2 separate regions of the Mus musculus genome follow, and region 1 is linked to region 2. The links are chromatin contacts, called in public HiChIP or PLAC-seq maps. All regions are on one chromosome and are shown on one strand. Each heading gives the region's core, a stretch centred on a gene start, on an enhancer-like site or on the middle of the called end of the contact. The rest is flanking DNA. Distances are from core to core; before and after follow the strand shown.

The links. HiChIP or PLAC-seq counts read pairs in DNA pulled down with a chosen protein or histone mark.
Region 1: a FOXA1 HiChIP or PLAC-seq map of pancreatic cancer cells shows a contact between it and region 2. The contact joins two enhancer-like sites. A contact is called at or near these places in 10 of 484 Hi-C or Micro-C datasets (CD8 T cells, Th2 cells, cortical neurons and 7 more) and 7 of 115 datasets of contacts at active chromatin or transcription factors (CD8 T cells, bone marrow-derived macrophages, effector CD8 T cells and 4 more).

Annotation. Positions count from the first base shown.
Region 1 is chr17:44,616,068-44,621,173 of GRCm38.p6, reverse strand. All of the region lies in intron 5 of Runx2 (runt related transcription factor 2), which reads left to right. Among named protein-coding and RNA genes, the nearest start is that of Runx2os3, 57 kb to the right of the region's middle. RefSeq lists an enhancer at 1,530-3,454. Within about 2 kb of position 2,768, at least 76 of the 459 cell types and tissues checked have an H3K27ac peak or open chromatin away from gene starts, as enhancers often do. A contact at or near this core is called in pancreatic cancer cells, where this site is marked.
Region 2 is chr17:44,473,703-44,478,987 of GRCm38.p6, reverse strand. No RefSeq gene overlaps it. Among named protein-coding and RNA genes, the nearest start is that of Runx2os3, 86 kb to the left of the region's middle. Within about 2 kb of position 2,862, at least 19 of the 459 cell types and tissues checked have an H3K27ac peak or open chromatin away from gene starts, as enhancers often do. A contact at or near this core is called in pancreatic cancer cells, where this site is marked.

The DNA.
Region 1 (5,106 bases), core at 1,519-4,018, 140 kb before region 2:
GAGGCAAAGGGGAAGGAATGGGAAGGAGTGGGGAGGTGTGGGTAACAGAGAGGGAAAGCGATCCCGGTTGACCTGGAGCATGCAAGCCACCAACGAGAAAGAAAGTCGGGTGGTCATCTGGTTCAGGATCTAGGTTTGGGGGCCTTGGGCAGTTTGGACTGGACAGGATGCCCCAGGGTCTACATTGGCTCATCACCATGCTAAGCCCTCTTAGTCTATCTCGGAGAACCATAGGTTAGACTTGGCATGATTCTGTCTTGGAGTTATCTGTCATCTGGAACCAACTCCTTCCCCTGGCTTGTCTTGTGGATCAGTGTGAGATTTGTTGAAAGATGTTTTAGTTATGTTTCTAGTGCAGTGGTAAAACACCATGACCAAGGCAACTTAGAGAAGAAAGAGTTTATTTGGGGCCTATGGTTCCCAAGGGTTATGGTCCATTCTGTCGGGGACAGCAGAATAGCAGACATGGCAGCTGGAGTTGGAAGCTGAGAGCCCACATCTCAGACCACAAACAGGAAACAGAGCTAATAGGGAATGGCATGGGGCTTTTGAAACCTCAAGGTCTGTCACCATTGACACACTTCTTTCCACAAGGCTACGCCTCCTAAGCCTCCCAAAACAGCACCAGCAACTGGGGATCAATTATTCAAATGCTTAAGAACTGTGGGCACACAGGGTAGGGACATCTCATTCAAACCACTCCAGAGGGCTAGTCTGAGGCTGGGTTGGGATTTGATATAGAGGGGCCACTTTATAGGACAAATGTGAAACTCTATCTAAAAAATACAGTCTGTGTATTAGAGGACAGTAGAACTTAGTCTCCTTTTCCCATGTCACATGCCCCTCTTCCCAGGCAGAGTCTTTTAGACAAGACTCTGGTTGGACCCTTGGGCCAAGTGTGTGCGCCAGTCAGGAACTTGAGCATTCAGAGTCTGGATTCATGGGTTTTCTAGCTTGCTCCCAATAATCAGTAACAGAGGTAAGAAGAAGAGATGTCGGCCATGTGCTTTCACTGTTTCCCTGGGGCAGGAGCCAGGGAGCCTAAGGAATATAAAATGTGATTTACTTAGGCCCGCACAGGGCATCAGTGATATTGACAATACCCACATTCAAGAGCAGGGTCAGTTATGGCAAGAGGTAGCAGACACCAATTCGCCATGCCCTATCTCAGCTCCATCCCCACAGCCGCCACCTGCGTTACCATCAGCCTTAGCTAGACTGTTATTCATCGGAGTTGACTTGAGAGAGTACCTTAGCAGAGATGGTGGCAGAAGGGACACACAGTTCTAGGGCCAGGGTCACTGTGTACTCATCTGCTTACAAGAACTGTAACTTTACGGGAATCACTTCTTTGAGCTTTGAGTTTGTCATTCAGAAGATGGGGTTGGTGACGCAGTCTCCGTTGTGGAAGATCTACTTATAATATAAGTAGCAAGGGTGTTATGGATGTCATCCTGCCTGCTCACCAGAGCTGTGGTAGCGCGGCCTCAGCTGCTGGGTTGGCCATTCATCCATTTAAGCCAATCTCCGTTCACATGTGGGATGATGTAAATACCAGAACACTTAGAGGAGCTCAGGGGAAGAGCAGAGCCTGGTTGGTTAAGCAGTCACTAGGTCTGGTTCCCAGCCCATCAGCCCGAAATGGCAGGTCGGAGCATTCCTGCAGCGTGGGGTTAGGCTTGCCCCCAGGCTGCAAGGAAATGCTGCTCAGCTTTCCACTGCACCCCACAGGGCAAATGAAAACTGAGGACCCCTTCCCCATGCTACCCAGCCCATTGGCACCCATAGTTAACCCTGAGGAGAGTATATTCAAATCTCATGTTTTATCTAAGAAAAAAATCATGTGAACTTTTTGTCTGTCTTAATATAAGATATTTTAAGCTACCAATATCACTCAGGTATCCCGTGAGGAGCCTTTCCACTTGCTGTTTTCTTCTGTTCCATGGCTTCCTGTCAGCTTAAGCTTTGGTGTCACATATGTAAGATGTCAACTAACTTTATACTTTTAATACAGTCCAAGTTACCACTAGCTCAAGTCATGAGAAAGTACCAGGCTGCACTCTCTGTATTCTAGCTTTAAAAATAAAAATAAGAAAGGAAGGAAGAAAGAAAGAGAAAGAAAAAGATTTTTCTTAGGAACAATTTATCATTTAGTTGTAATTTTTAAAATAATCTTAATTGACCACATATGCTATCAAATAAGAGTTGCTCTCCTAGCCTCTGCCTCCCGCCCCTGCTCCCCGCCTCCCTGGGCTCCCTCGTGCGCACATGCGCACTTCACTGCTTTCGGCCAGGATGTCAGAAAATTAATTACACTGCTCCGGGTAGATACCATCACAGGAAAGCCGCCCCAGATTCAAGATAAGATTACGATATAGAAGCTGTTATTTTTAGGGGGAAAGACTACTGCTTCCCAATCTCTTTGCCTCGTTTTCCTAGTTTCTCCCATTTTAATCCTGGCTCCATATTTTCGTAGCCATAACTCATTAGTGGTTTTTAATTTTTCTGAAACTGAAATAGGGTCTGAAAGGGTGGATTTGCCCCCTTTTCCCTCCTTTTTCCCCTCCTCTTTTTTTTTTTTTTTTTTTTTTTTTCCTGGCTAATCGGAGGAACGCAGCCACATCTGAAGCCACTTGGCTCATTATGAATTTCATGGAAACTGATTCTCTGAAAGTGTTTCCATATGTGTGTTCCCAATATATCCCATCCTCTCTAAATGGGAGCACAGACGTGTGCATGGGCTGGAAATGGCTTCAGGATGTGACAGAGCAGTCATATGACTCGCGGCACCGTGGGTGGCCCCTTCTGAAAGACAGGGTGTCCTGGGTGCTGGCCTCCTTCCTGCAGCGGATCTGGTTTCAAAGACTATCCACCCTTCCTTTAAAATGTTCCTAATCAAGGCCTAGCAAGATCGTTCCCCCTCTTCCCGGTCCTCTCTTCCACCCGCACAGCCTTTGGCTCCTTCCTTCTCCTTTGCTCTGGGTCTCTGGATACAAACACACAAGCTCACACATCTTTTACCATCTGTCCCCTTTCCCTTTCACAGAGTGGAAGTATATTATTCCAGCAATATCCTTAAAACTGGGGTGGGTTTAAGGAGTAGTTGCTGTTGCCAGGGTCCCCTGCTCTTGCCTGCTCTCTTTCCTCCAGTGTGACAGACTTTCCTAGCCTTAGGATCGGCTGGTCTGTCTGATTTTGTGAGTAATGCTGTGAAAAGCACAGATTATTACAACATTGAAAACAAATATTTATACTGGAGATTTGAGGCACCGTGTGTGTGTGTGTGTGTGTGTGTGTGTGTGTAACTGCAGAGCTTGTTAGTCATTTCATTGTCTTAAATATTGGCTCTATTTCTCATTCTGATGTTTCCTTTAGCATGGTTTTCTGCACTTCTCCCAAAGGTGTGTTTTTCTAATTATTAGGGGATGAAGTGGAGTCCAGTGTTGTTCTGCTTAGTCATGTTTGGTATGAAGGGACCAATTCAGAGACAACCGATATAAAATCCCTTTAAAATCTCAGTGTGAAGATACAGAGGAATGTTTTATGTGCAATCTAAAATTGATTCTTGGATTATGACTTCTGGAGACCAAACTGCTATCCATTTGCCCAGCAGTACTTGCTTTTCCATTATGTATTGTAGAGGATCTAAAGGAAGGATGGGATGGGAAGAGTCACTTGGAAAAATCCTGCCTTTGAAGCATGAGGATGTGGGTTCAGATCTTAAGCACCCAAAGAAAAGTCAGCTGGGGGGTGGGGGGATACAAACCGGTGGATCCCTCCGCCAACCCAGCCGAATTGATAAGCTCCCTGTTTAGAGAGAGACTCTGTCTCAAAAACATAAGGTGATTGAAAAAGACACTGAAAATCTCTGGGCTCTGCTTGTAAACATGCATATACATACACACTGACACACACACTCACACACACATACCCTGATACACACTGACACACACACACTGACACACACACACTGACACACACACACACTGACACACACACACATACATACACTGACACACACTGACACACACATACATACACTGACACACACACCCCTACACTGACACACACACACATACACGAGAGAAAGGAGGGGAAGGGAAAGGAGACAAACACAAGAGACACACAAGAGAGAGACAAGACACACAACACACACAACACAAGAGAGTTCATTTTCTTAATATGTTCTTCCAAGTTAACAAAATAATGTTTTAAAGTAAACCTTATTATAAAAAACTTTGCAAATAAGTAAAAACCTCACATACCAAGATTAACCAGAGCCAGGGTCTATACAACCCAGTGAGCTTTTATACAGTGAGAATTGGCGTTCAGAATGGAAGCTGTGAATTAGGTTTTACACTTTTATTATTGGATCTATTTTATGCACTTATCTACCATCAAAAATACCAAACCAACCAACCAGACAGACAAACACCCAGGATAGAGTTCGACTTAGAAAAACAACCAGCTTTGTATTCTCTCTTCTAACTCATGTGCATTATCTGCATCTGCCCTTCCTGCTCCCCTGTATATTTACCTTGTCCTGTTTCTCCATGTTTCCTGTAGCCATGTGCACATTTGTTTCCATATATACATATATTATTGGCCATATCCCACTTGTGAGAGACTGAAAATGCAGTTTCTTTTTTGAGATCATGTGATCTTACTTAATAATATGCATCTCATCCATTTTCTTGCAAATTTTAAATTTCACTTTTTAGAGCTAAGTAGTATTCCATTATGTAATATATAAAAATGTGTGTGTATGTATATATATTATTCTATATATGTTAAGTAGTATTCCTATATATATTAAATGTGATATCTATATCTATCTACATTTCATATATATCCGATTTTCATTATCCAGTCACTTGTGGAGGGACAACTAAGGTTGATTCCAGCTCTCTCCTCTAGTGAATAAGGCAACAATTAACACGGAGTATAGCAAGATATGGAATTCTCTGGGTATACACCAAGGGGAGAGAAAAGTAGTTGGGTCATATGGTTGTTCTGTTTTTAGGAGTTTTGTTTTGCTTGTTTTTTAAAGAAGCCTCCAAACTGATTTCCACTATGGCTATGTTAATCTGCTCTTTTTAAAATTAC
Region 2 (5,285 bases), core at 1,613-4,112:
TTGTGCACATGAAATAAATTTAGTTTATTGTATGTCAATTATATCTTTATGAGTCTGTCTAAAATTTTCTTAATTGTGTATACATTTTGACCCAATAATTCTGTTTTTGGTAACTCCCTGAGGAAAGAATTGAAGAAGTGTGCAATTTGTGTTTAAGGTTGTCAGCGTGCAGCATAGAAGGGTAAAAACAACCATAATGCCCAAAGAGGGGACCTGGCTAAACAAATAACGTTGTAATATATCCCAGATGGCGATGGGCTAGTCTATATGTTAAAAAACAAACAACCCCTCCCCCCTAAAACACTAGTTACTGTGATACAGAAATTGTGTGTCCTGTGGTGTGAGTGGACTCTGTTTTCAGACCGTGAGCCACATGATAGTCCTGTGCTATAACGTAAAGATGGTTGCAGATTTATACTGAATGCCCGTGATTTCATTCTGGGTGTTGGGTGGGGTTACCATTGTTTGTCTTCTTCATGCTCTGTGCACTATTCCAGTTTTCTTCTTTTGAAATGTGTCACTTTTGAAAGTAGGAAACAACGTAGGGCAATAAACTGTCTCCTCCTCTCCTTCCTTCTCCTCCAATCCTCCCCCTTCTCCATCTCCTCTTTCCCTCCTCCTCCCCCTTCTCTCTCCTCCTCTCCTTCCTCCTTCCTCCTCCATTCCCTTCCCCTTCCTCCCACTCTTCCTCTTCCTCTTTCCTCCTCTAATCCTTCTCCTCTCCCTCCTCCCCTCTCCCTCCTCCTCCATTCCCTCAGTCTTCTCTCCTTCTCCTCCCTTCCCTCCTCCTTTTTCCTCCATTCCTTTCCCTTTCCCGCTCTCCCCCTCTCCCTCCCCCTTCAGTCTCCTTCCCTTCCCCATCCTCATCTCTCTCCTTCTCCTCCTCTCTCTCCTCCTTCCTAGTCCTCCACCATGAGTTGACCAATCGAGCAGATGCAGTTACCCCAGGATGCAGAACCATCAGGCAACTATACTTGAAGTTGACACATTTTGAGGATAGCTACGCTGCTTGTTGATACGGTGATAAATTAATGCTAAAACAGATAGTTTGTTTTTAAATATATATTTATATTTATTTTTTATTTTCCACCTCTCTCTCTCTCTCTCTCTCTCTCTCTCTCTCTCTCTGTGTGTGTGTGTGTGTGTGTGTGTGTGAGTACGCGCGCGTGTGCACGCGCACACACATATAGCATGTGGTTCAGGGCCTCCATGTTTTATAACTGCAGAAGTTGGTCCTTCTGCTATGTAGGTCCTGGAACCAACCCAGGTCATCGGGCTTGGAAGTCTTACCAGATGGCTCTCTCACAGTCTCTGTTTTGTGCTGTTGTTGTTTATTTGTTTTTGTTTTTCTTAGGAACATGTAACCAAGGCTAGCCTCAAATCCATTATGCAGCTCAAGATGACTATGAACCTCTGAACTTCCAGCCTCTATCTCCCAAGTGCTAGGATTACAGCCATGAGACACCATGCCTGAGTGAAAATTTAAGCTCACTTTTATTAAAATCATCACCGGTCTCATTAGAAAAGTCTAAGTAGAAAAATTGTAGATAGATGTTTTCACCATTTTGAATTTTTATTTGAAAGCCTGTATTTTATCTTTGGCTACAAATACCAACAGTTATTTTCTAGAAGGTACCTGTGGAGAGACCCACACCCAAGTTAGCATGACTGTCTATAAGGAGGCAGTGTCTCAAGTAAAATTTGGTCTGCGATACAATAGCCAGATACCTAAGCTAGCAACTCACACAATGCCACACACAGTCTCCTTTGAGTCAACGGCTCTATTTTGGTTGATGGAAGAGGGCTTTATGAATATTCTTAGAGAATTGAAGAACTGTGCTCAAGGACCTAGACCTAATGGAATTATTCATTTACATAGTACCTCCAGGAGTCATGAAACTGAGACCTTTAATCAGTGAATGGGTAGCGGGGGGTCTAGTGACCACCAATGCCATCAATGTGGGTAAAAGGCACATTGGAAGTACAGGACTCTTGGGGGAATTTAATGAAACATGGTATTGTTACAACTTCAGGTTCCACATCACAACTGACTTTTAGAGAGTATTGCTGGTTTGATTCTGATGTGGCATCAAACAGAACACCTTCAATGAAGTGAAAGCAATGTGAAACCAGTTCTTCCTTATGCAGCTGTTATCTGAGTGGGACCACATCTGGAGAGACGCATACAGCACTGTCCTCCCTTGCTTTCATGATTCTGGTACAAATGCCAGCAGCAAATCGGGGTGGCATGAGAGGGTGACAATACATTTGTGTTGTCCTGAGAATAGTTTGGCTATATCTCAGACCTTCAGGGCTTTAGAGCATATTCATAATGGCTAAAGGACATAGAGATTCAAGTCATGGAGCTGCATATAGTGTGCCTGTGTGTGAACGAAGAGGGTTACAACTACAAGGAGAACTGAGTGGCGAGTGCGAACCTTGTGTTATGTGGGGGAATAGGCACCCAGGAAAGAAGAACAGCAAGGGTAAACCTGCAGCAGGGGCATGTGTTCTAGCCCCAGATGTGGCTATGGGAAGCTGTAGAGAATGAAGTCAGAGTGGATATGAGCTAGGTTGTATGAGTGCCTCCAGAGAGGTCCTAAAGATGGAGGGTTCCATGTCAAGAGAGCTGGGGAAGCCTACGAGTCTGTAGGCAGGGGGATGGCACAATTTGCCTTTTCGTCGGCTGTAACTCCGGTTGGAGACAGAAGTGAGTTAAGAGTGGGGACTTATATCATCTAACAGGGCTATTCCAACAGTGAGAACATTATCTGTTAATTACAGACTAACCTGAAGTAGAACATTTGACTAAGCCTTTGCTCACCGGGCCAGGCAAAGGCCATCTTACAAGAAGGTGGCTTCCAGAGTTGAGTCATCCACTTTGTATACAAAAGACAATGAATATGATTCATGCCTAAAAACAGGCTGAAGCGTAGTGGCCTTTTTACCCGGGAGTGTCCCCACTTATCGTAAGATTGCTTAAAGTGTTAGGAGCGGGCCTGTTAAAGGAACAATGCTTATGACCCTGAAAAAGGGTCTTGGTCCCATGAAGTGTGTACCAGTCCATTTTCTGTTACTATAGCAAAAGACTGGAGGCTGGATACTTACTAAAGAAAAGAAACACATCTAGATCGCAACTGTGGCCATTAGAAGGTATAACATTAGCTTATCACAACCTAGATGAGGGCTCCTGCTGCTTTGTTTCTTAGTAGAGGGATCCTAACTTTCTGTGTCCGTAAGAGTGTGTATATGTATATGGTTGTGTGCGTGTGTGCATGTGCGTGTGTGGCATGTGCGTGTGTGGCATGTGGAAGCCAGAGGATAACATTGGCTGCTATTCCTCAGTTGCTGTTATTTTGAGACAGTGGCTTCCATTGTCCTGGAGCTTGCCAAGTAGGCTGCTTGACTAGCCGGCTAGCTAGTGCCAGAGACTTGCCTGTCTCTGCCTCCCCAGCACTGGGATAACAAGTGCATGCCATCTTTATGTGGGCTCTTGAGGGAGCAGACCAGGTCTCAAGCTTTGAAGGCAGTAACATTACTGAATTAGCTCTCATGCCAGGATCTCACAGCTAAGATGCTGCTTATAAAAACTAACCAGGGCCCCTTAAAACTATATTTCAAAGATGATGCACCCTATGACATAATGACTTGCCCTAGACCCCAACCTGCTCATACAGATATCCAATAGAGGACACAATGAAGATATATTCAAACTGTAATAAGGCTTTTGGCTTCTGATAGCAGAAGTCCTTGGTGGGAAAGGGGTCCTATCAACCTGATCCTTGAACCCTTCTATAGAAATATTTGTGGAGGCTGGAGCAAGGGCTTGTCTATGTTCTCTAAAAGAGAACAAACAGTCTTTTCATAATAGGAAGTCAGGGGCTCGAGAGCCAGCTCAGTCAGTAATGAATTCAAGCTCCAGAGTCCACGTGAAACAAGACAAGTACTTTAAATTCAGCCCTGGGGAGACAGCATCAGGTGGGCCCCTGGGCTTGCTGGCTGGCCAGCCTAGCCTAACTGTGAGCCCTAGGTCCCAGTGAGAGATCCAGGGTTTGTCACTGTTGTTTGTTTGTTTTTAAAGGTGGGTGTTAGAAAAACTGGATATACACCTGCAGAAGAAAGAAATCAAATCCACACCACTGACCTTGTACACAATTAACTTTAAAGCAGATCAAAGACCTGAATTTCCCCTCTGAGGTAATGAAACTGCTGGACAGAAATAGGGGTGCTCTTTAACAGAAAGCTTTAGCAAGACCTTTCTGAATAGAATTCCAACTCCACAGGAACCAGTCCCAGGAATCAACTAGGAATTCCAAAGTTTCTTGACAGCCAAAGGAACAACGAAAACACGGTCAGCAGAATAGGAGAAAAATCTTTCCCAGCTATACTTCAGAATTGACAAGGGAGTTCAAAAATTAACCCAAAACTCCCCAAACTGCCAGCCAGCAAACATGCTAATGAAATGAACAGGCAGCTCTCAAAAGAGGAAACACAGGTGACAAGTGTTTCCAAAACTGTCCAACATCCCTAGCATCAGGGAAATGCAAACTAAAACTATTTTGAGACAGCACCTCACCCCAGTCAGAATGGATCTCAGCAAGAGACCAGACATCAAATGCTGTTGAGGATGTGGAGAAAGAGGAGCCTGTGATCACTGCTGGGGAGAGTAGAGTGTAGGGTAGTGCGGCCATTATGGGAATTAAAACATGAAACTACTATATAAACCCAGATGGACCACTCCTAGGCAGGTACCCAAAGGACTCTGCATCCCACCACTGTGATACTTACAAACCCATCTTCATTGCTGCTATGCCCACAGCAGCAAGAAGAGAGATGTACCCTAGAATCCCATCAGCAGACTCATGGGTAATGAGGATGTGGTGTGTATACACAATGGAATCTTACGCAGCTGCTAACAAAAATGAAATGATGAAGCCCCCACGAAGATAGATGCTCCAGAACCCGTCTGGGAAGTATACTATTACGTTGGGGGACCCAAATGCAGAATGACAAAATTAGCATATTCTCAGAGGATCCTAGTTTGTTAAATGCGGGTCAAATCTAAGATAATAGAAAGGAAATCAAGAAAGGGTAAAAAGGTTCTGAGGAAGGGGTTGGGAAGGCACAAAAGGACAGATGTGACATGAAGGTGGAAAATAGGAGACAGGTTACACATTACAAGGAAACACATCTAAAAAGATGCTTTAAAAAACCCCTTTAAAGACCAGAAGTGGACAGCTCCCGAAGAACAGGGCTCAAGGTTGACCTCTGGTTCTGTACAGACT